Linked DNA regions of Sus scrofa: region 1 is linked to region 2. Evidence: chromatin contacts called from public HiChIP or PLAC-seq data. All regions are on one chromosome and are shown on one strand. Each heading gives the region's core, a stretch centred on a gene start, on an enhancer-like site or on the middle of the called end of the contact. The rest is flanking DNA. Distances are from core to core; before and after follow the strand shown.

The links. HiChIP or PLAC-seq counts read pairs in DNA pulled down with a chosen protein or histone mark.
Region 1: an H3K27ac HiChIP or PLAC-seq map of alveolar macrophages shows a contact between it and region 2. The contact joins two enhancer-like sites. A contact is called at or near these places in 9 of 47 Hi-C or Micro-C datasets (embryonic fibroblasts, epiblast stem cells, fetal skeletal muscle and 6 more) and 1 of 2 datasets of contacts at active chromatin or transcription factors (alveolar macrophages).

What each region holds. Positions count from the first base shown.
Region 1 is chr15:107,230,966-107,236,034 of Sscrofa11.1, reverse strand. No RefSeq gene overlaps it. Among named protein-coding and RNA genes, the nearest start is that of CTLA4, 50 kb to the left of the region's middle. Within about 2 kb of position 1,889, at least 22 of the 83 cell types and tissues checked have an H3K27ac peak or open chromatin away from gene starts, as enhancers often do. A contact at or near this core is called in alveolar macrophages, where this site is marked.
Region 2 is chr15:106,141,407-106,146,895 of Sscrofa11.1, reverse strand. No RefSeq gene overlaps it. Among named protein-coding and RNA genes, the nearest start is that of FAM117B, 39 kb to the left of the region's middle. Within about 2 kb of position 4,210, at least 5 of the 83 cell types and tissues checked have an H3K27ac peak or open chromatin away from gene starts, as enhancers often do. A contact at or near this core is called in alveolar macrophages, where this site is marked.

The DNA of each region.
Region 1 (5,069 bases), core at 640-3,139, 1.1 Mb before region 2:
CATGAATTTTAGGGGGACACATTTAGCCCATCATTGGAGGGAAGCCTCTATTTGTTCTCTAGAACCAAGCTGAACTACATCACTACTTCCAGCCACTGGAACATAGAATTAGAGAATGTTACAGATGAAGGAACCTCCTTCATCTTACAGTGAGGAAGCTGGGTTCCAGGTGGGTGAAGTGACTTGCTCATGGATATAGCTTCAGAGTGGCTAGGCTGAGAGTGGAACCCAAACTCTCTCCTACCAGGTCAGGGCTCTTTCCACTGTCTCCACAACTCCTAAGGGGTAGCTCTTACAAAGAAACCTTAAAGAGTTTGATTTATTAGCAAGGGAGGGCTTTAGAACATTACCTGTTATCTGACAATGAAAGGGTTTCCTTTGGGGAGACAATTGTATAGCCAATAAAAACTCAATACTTGTTCCTAAATCCAACACTTGGGGTTATTCCCTATAAAAATAAGGATCGTAGTGTCAGCCAGACCCGTTTCAAAGACTGTAGTCAACTCTGTAATTATAGCATAACAACTCCCTCTGAGCCTGTGGGGGCTTTCTAAAATTTACAAGGGTGTCATGAGCTTTCTTACGCCTTGACCACATTACCTAGGAAATATATTATTATCATGGTACAACCATCAAGACCTGGTGTCCTACCCACCTCTTCGTCATTCTCATATCTCTGTGGCCAATCAAGAGTCAAATGACCTGCATACAAATACCAATACCTACTTTTGTCCTAGCTTTGCAAAACCAAGGACTTTCTACCAGCAACCCAAAGCAATTCTCCTATGAGCCCCAAATAATCCTGGCAGGACACCCACAGGACTATTCCAACACTGACTACTGAGCTGGCTGCCCTAAACAGCTGGTCTACCCCACTGGGCCTCTTAGCACCTCAAAGCCTCTGAGCCCCAACTCTTCCTTCAGACCCTGCTTTGTGGATTCAGTTCCAGCCCTAACATTCACCCATTTTTCCTTTCCCCTCAGAGGCAGGAGTGAAAACAGAAGTTCCACCCCAGAGTGTTTTCCATTCTTTCCCCATAGGACCAGAGGGCCTGCCCCATTTTTATGCTGCGAAAAGAGCATCCAGCACATTCTCTCTCTCAGCCCTACCATGCATCAGTGATTGGGCACCACTAACTTGGCCTCTTAAATAAACATTCAAAGAAACTTAATAATACAAAACATGTAATTTTCTTCCTATTTTCCCCTCCTTACCCCTCCATAGGCCTCTAACTGCACAATGGGGATAGAGACACAGTTCTATGCTTGCAATATTTTTTTTCTTTGTAGGGCCACACCCACGGCATATGGAAGTTCCCAGGCTAGAGGTTGAATCAGAGATGCGGCTGCCAGCCTACGCAACAAGGGTGAGGGCAAGGGGACTTAGAATAGAAAGAGGTAGGTGTCAAAGACAAGGAAATCCAAAGAAGAAAAGCTTGAAATAGGGCATCCTTATGAAAAACCAGTTTCTTCTTTCTATACAAGGCTCTCTTGATCTGCAGGCGTAGTAAAGAGGGTATGCAGCCTTCTCCACCAGCCCATCCCCCTCTCCTGCTACCCTCATTTCTTCTAAAATCCAAAACCGATCTCATTCCCTCCAAACAGTCCTCCTTAATTTCCCTTGCCTGCCCTGTCCTTCATAACACTTGGGCTTCCTTGCATCCCAATCAGTGGCCTTCCCTATGCCAGCTGGTGCGAAGAATAAAACATGGGGACAGTAGAAAGCAAAAATTGTTCCAATTCCTGGTCCATCCCCTTTTCCAGCCAACTGTGGGAAAATGCAAGTCTCACCGGATTTTTAAAATGACGTCTTGGTCATTTAATGTGGAGGGAAGGATTTCCTGGCTGTGAGAAACTCATTAGCAAATGGAATCCAGGCATGCAGTACCCACCCTCCTCAAGCACGTCTACATTTCAAGGCAAAACGTCTCCCTTTGTCCAAAGAGAGGATTATAGATAGGCACCAAACGCAATGCTTCTACCAAAGGAAAGACATACAAACCAAAAAAGTGAGAAAAGCTTTCACAAGCGAAAGGGAGATGTGACCTGTTTTTAAAAATCAAACCGACTGCATTGTGTCTGAAGGGATCACCGCCTATTCGCCTGGTATTGCAATAAAACATATTGACCCATAGATGGCGCACGGAGACTGCTGAATAAATACCTAGTTCCAGCCCTCACAGAATTAGTTAGCCTAACCCCGAGGTCCGAACGCTCCAATTTATCGCTCCAATTTATCGCTCCAACCTATCACCCGTCTTTGCTACAACCATGAGCTGGCTGTGTGGCTTCTCTGCTTCAGTTGGATAATCATAGAGGAGGACTCAGATTTCACTGTTTTCTTCAAGAAATCTGATGTTTTAAATTCTATTCTGAATGAAAATTAGCCCAAATTCCTCAGGCTGGTGCAGTCCATCCTAGCAGGTGGACAGATACGAATCTGTTTCAAGTGCACAGCATGAGAACCCCAACTCTTCCTCAGCCTCTGAACTTTCATGTTTTCCACAACCTCCCTTGGTTTTATTGCCAAGACCTGGTCACAAACATCAAATCCATTTTGACAACGAGAATTTAAACGGCTACTTTTTTTTTTTTTTTTTTTTGCTCTTGAGGGATGCACCCAAGGCATATGGAAGTTCCTAGGCTAGGGGTCGAATCTGAGTTGTAGCTTCCAGCCACAGCCACAGCCACAGCAAAGGGGAATCTGAGCCCCATCTGCAACGCCGGATCCCCAACCCACTGAGCAAGGCCAGGGATCAAACCCGCATCTTCATGGTTACTAGTTGGGTTCCTTAACCATTGAGCCATGAAGGGAACTCAACTTTAGATTGTTAATCTGACTGTTTATATGTGTTTCATAATTATCATGTATAAACCTTTATCTTGCCTCAATAAGTCTTCACAATAATGCAACAAATGTAGTGGAGTTACTCTAATTTAGAGATAAGAGGCCAAGGGTTAACATTTTCCAGGCTTGTGACATCAGACCAAAGATAAAGTCCAGTGCCTTTTTCAACCCATCTGGCTGTGTCTCTCCATACTTTGTGCATGTGTGCCCTCCAAATTTGGTTCTTTTTTTTTTTTTTTTTTTTTTTTTTTTTAATTACCAACTCTACAGTGGTGATCCATTGTCAGTTTGTAGTTAATTGTCACAGTTTAGAGAATTTACATTTCCCAGGTATAATCATAATATCAGAACTTCAAACACTACCCCCCCCCCTCCTTACAGAGCCTTCCAGAGTGCAGGCACCTTTCTAAAGTGTTAACCATGTTAACTCAGGTGACCCTCGCAGTTACACGAAATAAGTAAAGCACTACTATTAACCTCCAATTTATAGGTGAAGAAGCTGAAGCACAGAGAAGTTAAATAATTTCAAGGAAGATCCCACAATAGAAGGTAGAGCTGGGATCTAAACACCAGACGTCGGGCTCCAGTGACCATGTTCTTACCCACTAGACCAATGCACAGTTACAACTATTACTGGGGCACAAAATGAACTAAGTTCATCTTCCCTCTCCTTGATAAAGCTGCAACAATTAACTTGAGGTCAAGTTTAGAAGTGGATACAGCTCCTGCCTGAAACCTCGTGGTGGGTCTTTACAAATCCACAGGGGTCAAGGGAATCCAGTATAGACACAATAAGTCTGCCACAAGAACTTGGTGAGGCTGCCTAAAGGCAGAGCCAAGGAAAATTAGTCTCGTTACCAAGAGAAGAGTGGGGTATGGTGGGATATGTTGTTGACTTTGCCTCTTACATTTGTGTCCCATTTCCAAAGTGATAATTCCATCCTGCTCATTTTAACATGTACTATACAGGCGTCCCCTGAAGGACTGGGGACTCCACTGGGGGAGTAGTGCTCTGCTGGGGGATAAGATAACCCAGATGCCAAGTAGGTGTCCCCTTGCCATTAGAATTTCAATGTGTGGTTTCAACAATGGCAATTTTTGAAGAGCAAATAGAATACAAAATGTAAAGTGTATTTGGTGGCTCCTCAAAAGGTTAAACATAGAATTACCACATGACCCAATAATTCCACCCATAGTGGTTGCAATTGAAAGCAGATTGAAAGCAGCGACTTGAACAGATGTCTATACACGAATGTTCATAACAGCATTATTCACAGTAGGGAAAAGCTGCAAACAACCCACTATGGTCTGAATGGTTTTGTCTCCCCAAAATTCCTTTGTTGAAATCCTAATGCCCAATATGATGGTATCATTTTGGGAGGGGAACAGGTCATGAGGATGAAGCCCCATGAAATGGGATTACTACCCTTTTAAGAGAGATCCTTTACCCCTCCCACCATATGAAGACCCAGCCAGAAGTTGGCCTTCTGAAACCCAGAAGAGAACCTTCACCAAGACCAGACATGGCTAGTACTCTGGTCTTAGACGTCCAGCCTCTGGAACTGTCAGAAATAAATTTTTGTTCTTCATAAGCTACGCAATCTGTAGTATTTAGTTACAGCAGCCTGAATGGACTAAGATGTAACCCAAATGTCTATTGACAGATGAAAGGATAAACAAAATGTGATATATCCATACCATGGAATGTTATTCAGCTCATAAAAAGGATTAAAGTACTAACACATGATACGACATGGGTGAACTTTGAAAAAAGTATGCTAAGGGAGGTAAGTAGTTCACAAAAGGATAAATGTTATATGATCAGTTATATGAGGTACCTGAAATATGCAAATTCTTAGTGGCAGAAGGTAGAATAAACGAGAATGGAGTTTATCCATGGCTGAAAGGAGATGGGGATGGGGTGGGAGGGGTGGAGAGGGTGTCATTGTTTAATGAATAGAGAGTTTCTAATCCAGATGATGAAGTTCTGGAAATGGGTAGTGGTGAGCGGTATACAATACTGTCAATGTACTTAGGGCTACAGAATTATACACATAATTTAAATAGTAACTTTCATGTTACCTGTATTTTGTCACTATAAAAAAAATAAGATAGGTGTTCCCATTGTGGCTCAGCAGTAACAAACCTGACTAGTATCCATGAGGATGTGGGTTCCATCCCTGGCCTTGCTCAGTGGGTTAAGGATGGGGCATTGCCGTGA
Region 2 (5,489 bases), core at 2,961-5,460:
TAATTGGGGAACTTCCTGTCAGTTTATACATCTGAAGGCATCTTGATGGAAACTTAAGACACAAACACTTTATAATAATAGAAAAAAAATTTGTTCCCTTCTTATGGTAACATACAGAGTAATACTGAAGGCTGCTCGACAATTCTGAATAATGATAAGTATAAAATTTTCAGGTAGAATATAACAAGAGAAGGAAGATATAAGGAGGGAATATACTCAGAAATTATTTCCTCAAAAGATTAAATATCAAGAAAGCCAAAGTAAAAATGGTTTTAAAAAATCTAAAACCTGCAGTTCCCGTTGTGGCTCAGTTCCGATGTCTCAGGAATGGTAAGTGGTGAATCATTGAAGGACTAGAAGAAAGTCATATGAAGGTCATGTTGTTAAGTCCTGGCTTTGGTATTTGTGTTTCTTCTGGAGATAAAGGATAACCTGTAAACTTTCTGCGTAGTAGCCTAAACCTTCTGTCAACAAAGAGCACTCGACTCTTCCCATGTAAATAGTGTTCACTGAGCCTGTTCTGCTTGTTATTCACAATCAATATGAAAACACTATATGAACCACATTTGAGACATCTGGACATTGAAAAGAATGGAGAGGCCTCCAGTTCTTAGAACATGAGATAAGAGAGACGCCTGGTGGTCAAAGTTGTGCATAGACTGGCTGCTGGGTACTCAAGGAACAGTGATTTTACTTTTATTAACATGAATGAAAAAGTAAAAAGAAAAAGAGGGAGTTGCCATTGTGGCGCAGCAGAAACAAATCCGACTAGGTATCCATGAGGATGGGGGTTCCATTCCTGGCTTTGCTCAGTGGGTCAGAGATCTGGCGTTGCCATGAGCTGTGGTGTAGGTTGCAGAGGTGGCTCGGATCGCCTGTTGCTGTGGTGTAGGCTGGCAGCTGTAGCTCCAATTCCACCCCTACCTAGCCTGGGAACTTCCATATGCCATGGGTGCAGCCCTAAAAAGCTAAATAAATAAAAAAAGAAAATTAAAAAAGAAAAAGATAAAAGCGGAGTTCCCGTCGTGGCGCAGTGGTTAACGAATCCGACTAGGAACCATGAGGTTGCGGGTTCAGTCCCTGCCCTTGCTCAGTGGGTTAACGGTCCGGTGTTGCCGTGAGCTGTGGTGTAGGTTGCAGACGCAGCTCGGATCCTGCGTTGCTGTGGCTCTGGCGTAGGCCGGTGGCTACAGCTCCGATTCAACCCCTAGCCTGGGAACCTCCATATGCCCCGGGAGCGGCCCAAGAAATAGCAACAACAACAACAACAACAAAAAACAAAAGACAAAAAAAAAAAAAAAAAAAAAGAAAAAGATAAAAGCATTGACCTGTTCCTAACCTACTTATTATAACTCACTTTTTAAAAAACTATGCCCAATGAGTGTAGCTTATAGGTAATACCCATACTCATTTATTTAAAACTCTCTGTCTATATATATGTGTTTATATATGTATATACACATCTACAGTTTTTTTGTTGTTGTTGTTGTTGTTTTTGCTTTTTAGGGCCACACCTGTGGCATTTGAAAGTTCCCAGGCCAGGGGGTCGAACTGGAGCTACAGCTGCCGGCCTATGCCACAGCCACAGCAATATGGGATCCAAGTGGCGTGGCTGGGACCTACCTCACAGCTCACTGACAACGCTGGATCCCCCCACCCACTGAGCAAAGCCAGGGACTGAACCTGCATCCTCATGGATACTAGTCGGATTCGTTTCTGCTGTGCCATGATGGGAACCCCATCCACACATTCTTTAAGCTTATCATTTTGTTCAGTTTTAACCCTAAAGATGTGCCACAAATTTCACAAAAAAACTTAATGACCTGCAGTTAAATTACTTTCATGTATGTAGAGAAGTCAGATGAATTAAGAAGCCTGGTTAATAGAAATTAGGTGAGAATAAACTTTTTTTTTTTTGTCTTTTTGTCTTTTTGTCTTTTCAGGGCTGCACCTGCGGGACATGGAGGTTCCCAGGCCAGGGGTCTAATCGGAGCTGTCGCTGCCGGCCTACGCCAAAGCCACGGCAACGCCAGATCCCAGCAGAGTCTTCAACCTACACTACAGTTCAGGGCAATGCCAGATACTTAACCCACTGAGCGAGGCCAGGGCTCAAACCCGCAATCTCATGGTTCCTAGTCAGACTCGTTTCTGCTTCGCCACAAAGGGAATTCTGAGAATATACTTTAAAAACTTTTTTTTTGGCCATCCCCCGGCATGTGGAAGTTCCACAGCCAAGGATGAAACCGGTGCCACAGCAGCGACCCAAGGCACTGCAGTGACAACACCAGATCCCTAACCAATTGCACCACAATTTATTTTAAAGACTATTTTGGTATCAACATATCAATCAAAATTAGAACTTCAGAGACAGAAAAAAATTGATAAGACTCCCTGAAACAAAAGGCTGACAATCTATTAAGGAGACATGTAACAAGTAGCTACAAACTACAGAGTCAAGTGGTGGAAGGCAAGGCTGGAAAGGTTAAGTAGCTGACATATGGTAGACAACTTGTAATTCTAGGTCGAGGAGCATGAACCATTGGCAACCTGATGAGAGTACTGACAAGACGGGAGCTCCCTGCAGCGAGTTTAAGGATCTGGCACTTTCATTGTAGCAGCTCAGATCGCTGCTGTGTGAGGGTTCACTCTCTGGCCCAGGAACTTCCACATGTGGGGCGGCAGGGCTGGGGTGAGAGAGAGTAGAAGGTCAATACTCTTCCTTCGCAAGCCAAGGAAGTGTATTGACAAGATGATTGGCAGCAGAGTATAAAACTGATTGGAGGGGGGAGAAAGCGAAAAAAAGGCTAGACAGGCTAGACGCCTAGGGAAACTGCTCACAGAAAGGTTTTGAAAAACTCAGCTAAGAAGATGCAGTAGGAGAAGGAGATAGATATAAGAGGTTTTACTTCAAAATTTTACTGAGTTATAGTTTTACTTTTCTAAATGTGACAAGATGTGACTTCCAGAAGGCATCACTGGTGTCATGGAAAGTGAATTTTATAAAAATTAAAGTGAGTTCCCATTGTGGCTCAGTGGTTAATGAACCCGACTAGGAACCATGAAGTTTCAGGTTAGATCCCTGGACTCGTTCAGTAGGTTAAGGATCTGGCGTTGCCATGAGGTGTAGGTCGCAGATGCGGCTCGGATCCTGAGTTGCTGTGGCTCTGGTGTAGGCCAGCAGCCTCAGCTCCGATTAGACCCCTGCCTGGGAACCTCCATATGCCTCGGGAGTGGGCCTAGAAAAGACAAAAAAAAGAAATTAAAAATTTTTTGCCGTAAAAAAACCTAGGTTATTCTGAAGTTCTGTATGACATCTAAAGAAAAAAAAAGCTGTTTTCTTATATTTCCTTAAATGTCATATTTTCCCTGGTATCTTCAATAAATTGATTGGTTCAATCTGTGAAAAATTTGCTAAGCAAAGGAAAACTTACTTCTTATCCGTCCCATCTATTACAATTACCAAAAAGATTAAACACACACTTGGGATGTTGTTTCCTTGAATAGGAAATATTTTCTGGGTTTTTCTACCTTCCTTTCTAATTAAGTAGAGGAGAAGGGAAGAGCTCCAGTGTTGGGAAGTTAAGCTGGTTAAGGACTTGATGAGAGGGAAATACCAGGCTAGAGAAGGGTGGCATTTCTTGGAAGATCATTTATCTACAATCAGTACAACCTCCTCACTCTCTTTCCACCATTCACCACTTTAGGATATCTTTTCGTTTGTTTGTCTGTTTTTGGCTGCACCCGAGGCAAGCAGAAGTTCCTGGGCCAGGGATCAAACCTGTGCCACGTCAGTAACTCGAGCTGCTGCAGAGACAACACCAGCTCCTTAACCTGCTGAGCAAAAAGAGAGCTCCCCAGGATATCTTCTTAAGGCTGCTTTTGACACTCATTTTTAAAAGGCAGGGTCAGGGTAACCCCCAAAATATCCCAGTACAATACTATGTGCAACAAGCTGGTCTAAGAACACACTCAGTCAGAAAGATCAAATTTAACTTGTGTGTAACTTACCTAGGAAGGTTCTGTTCTTGAAGCATTTCTCCAGACAGTAGGTGAAAGGTGTCTGCATGTATTTTTGGAACCAAAACTTGAACACACGGTATCAAAACTGTTCTATATTAAAACCTATAAAAGCAGTTCCCTCTGTTAGCTGCACATTTCCTTGAGGTTCCTCTTTAACCCTGACCCAGTCTGCTCCCAGTCTGCTTCCTCTTTCTTACTATCACTGACTCAACCTTGGTTCAGCCTCTCATTATCTCTCACCAGTGCCATACCAGTCTCCATTCCTCTCAACTCATTCTTTACACTACCAGCTGAGTTATCTAATTTGAGACCTCCCTGCTTGAATCCTTCCGTGACTTCCAAACTCCCAGCCTAGTATGCTAGCCCTTCTGTGATAAGAGTCCTGTCTGGGTCCCCTGGGTTCCTCCGGGTCTTCTCTCTCCATACGTTCACTTAGCATTCCAAACTCTACTCCCAAATAACATCCTCCTACCCCCTAGAAAAAGCTCTACCTTGTCCAGATTCCAGGGCTTTGTGGGTGCTGCAATTTCTGCTTAGCAGTCCATTGTTCACCTCCTAATTCCTACTTATATTTTAAGACAGTCAGGAAAGTTATCTCAAAAGGAGAAATTGCCTCTGACTCATTGAGACTGGATTAGGTATCCTTGCCATCTGCATCTATAATACACCTGGTTTTCAATGTCACAAAATTTATAATCTGTTCTATAATTTTCTCCAAATCTACTGTGAGCAACTTGAGGAGGGCCTGTATGTTTTATCTCCTATTAAAGTGCTTGCTACAGAATAGGTGTTCAGAAAAGTTTTCTGAGGAGTTCCCGTTGTGGTGCAGCCGAAATAAATACGACTGGTATCCATGAGGATGTGGGTTGGATCCCTGGCCTCGCTCACTGGGTTAAGGATCTGGCGTTACTGTGAACTGTGGTGTAGGTCACAGACGTGGCTTGGATCCAGCAGTGCTGTGGCCGTGGCATAGGCCAGTAGCTGTAGCTCCGATTTGACCCCAAGCCCTGGAACTTCTATATGTGGCAGGTGCAGCCCTAAAAAGGAAAAAAAAAAAAAAGAAAATTTTTTTGATGCCCCTTTAAAAAAGGAATTTACTGATCACAACTGCAATTGTTTTTTGCTTGCGGTTGCTCTCAGGTCCCCCATCCAATCACTGCTTTCTAAACCGTCCTGCGTATCTGTTCAGCCCAAACTTCTTCAAATTACTTCTAATCAAGGTCTTTCCTTCCCAAGAAACTTTGGCCTCCCTATTGCCCATTACAGCTAGTCTAGAAGCTGGGTGGGTCTGGCTTTCAAAATCTGTTTGGTTCTACATGTTCTGCTTTATTTCAAGTTCTGCTGTATTTCAAGTCCCTATTCTTCTATATTTCTAGTAACTTGATATATTCTGCCTTCATTTTTCCTACTGAAATCCCACCTGGCCCTTCAAGACCCTGCTCAGTAATCACTTCCTCATTTAAGTCTTC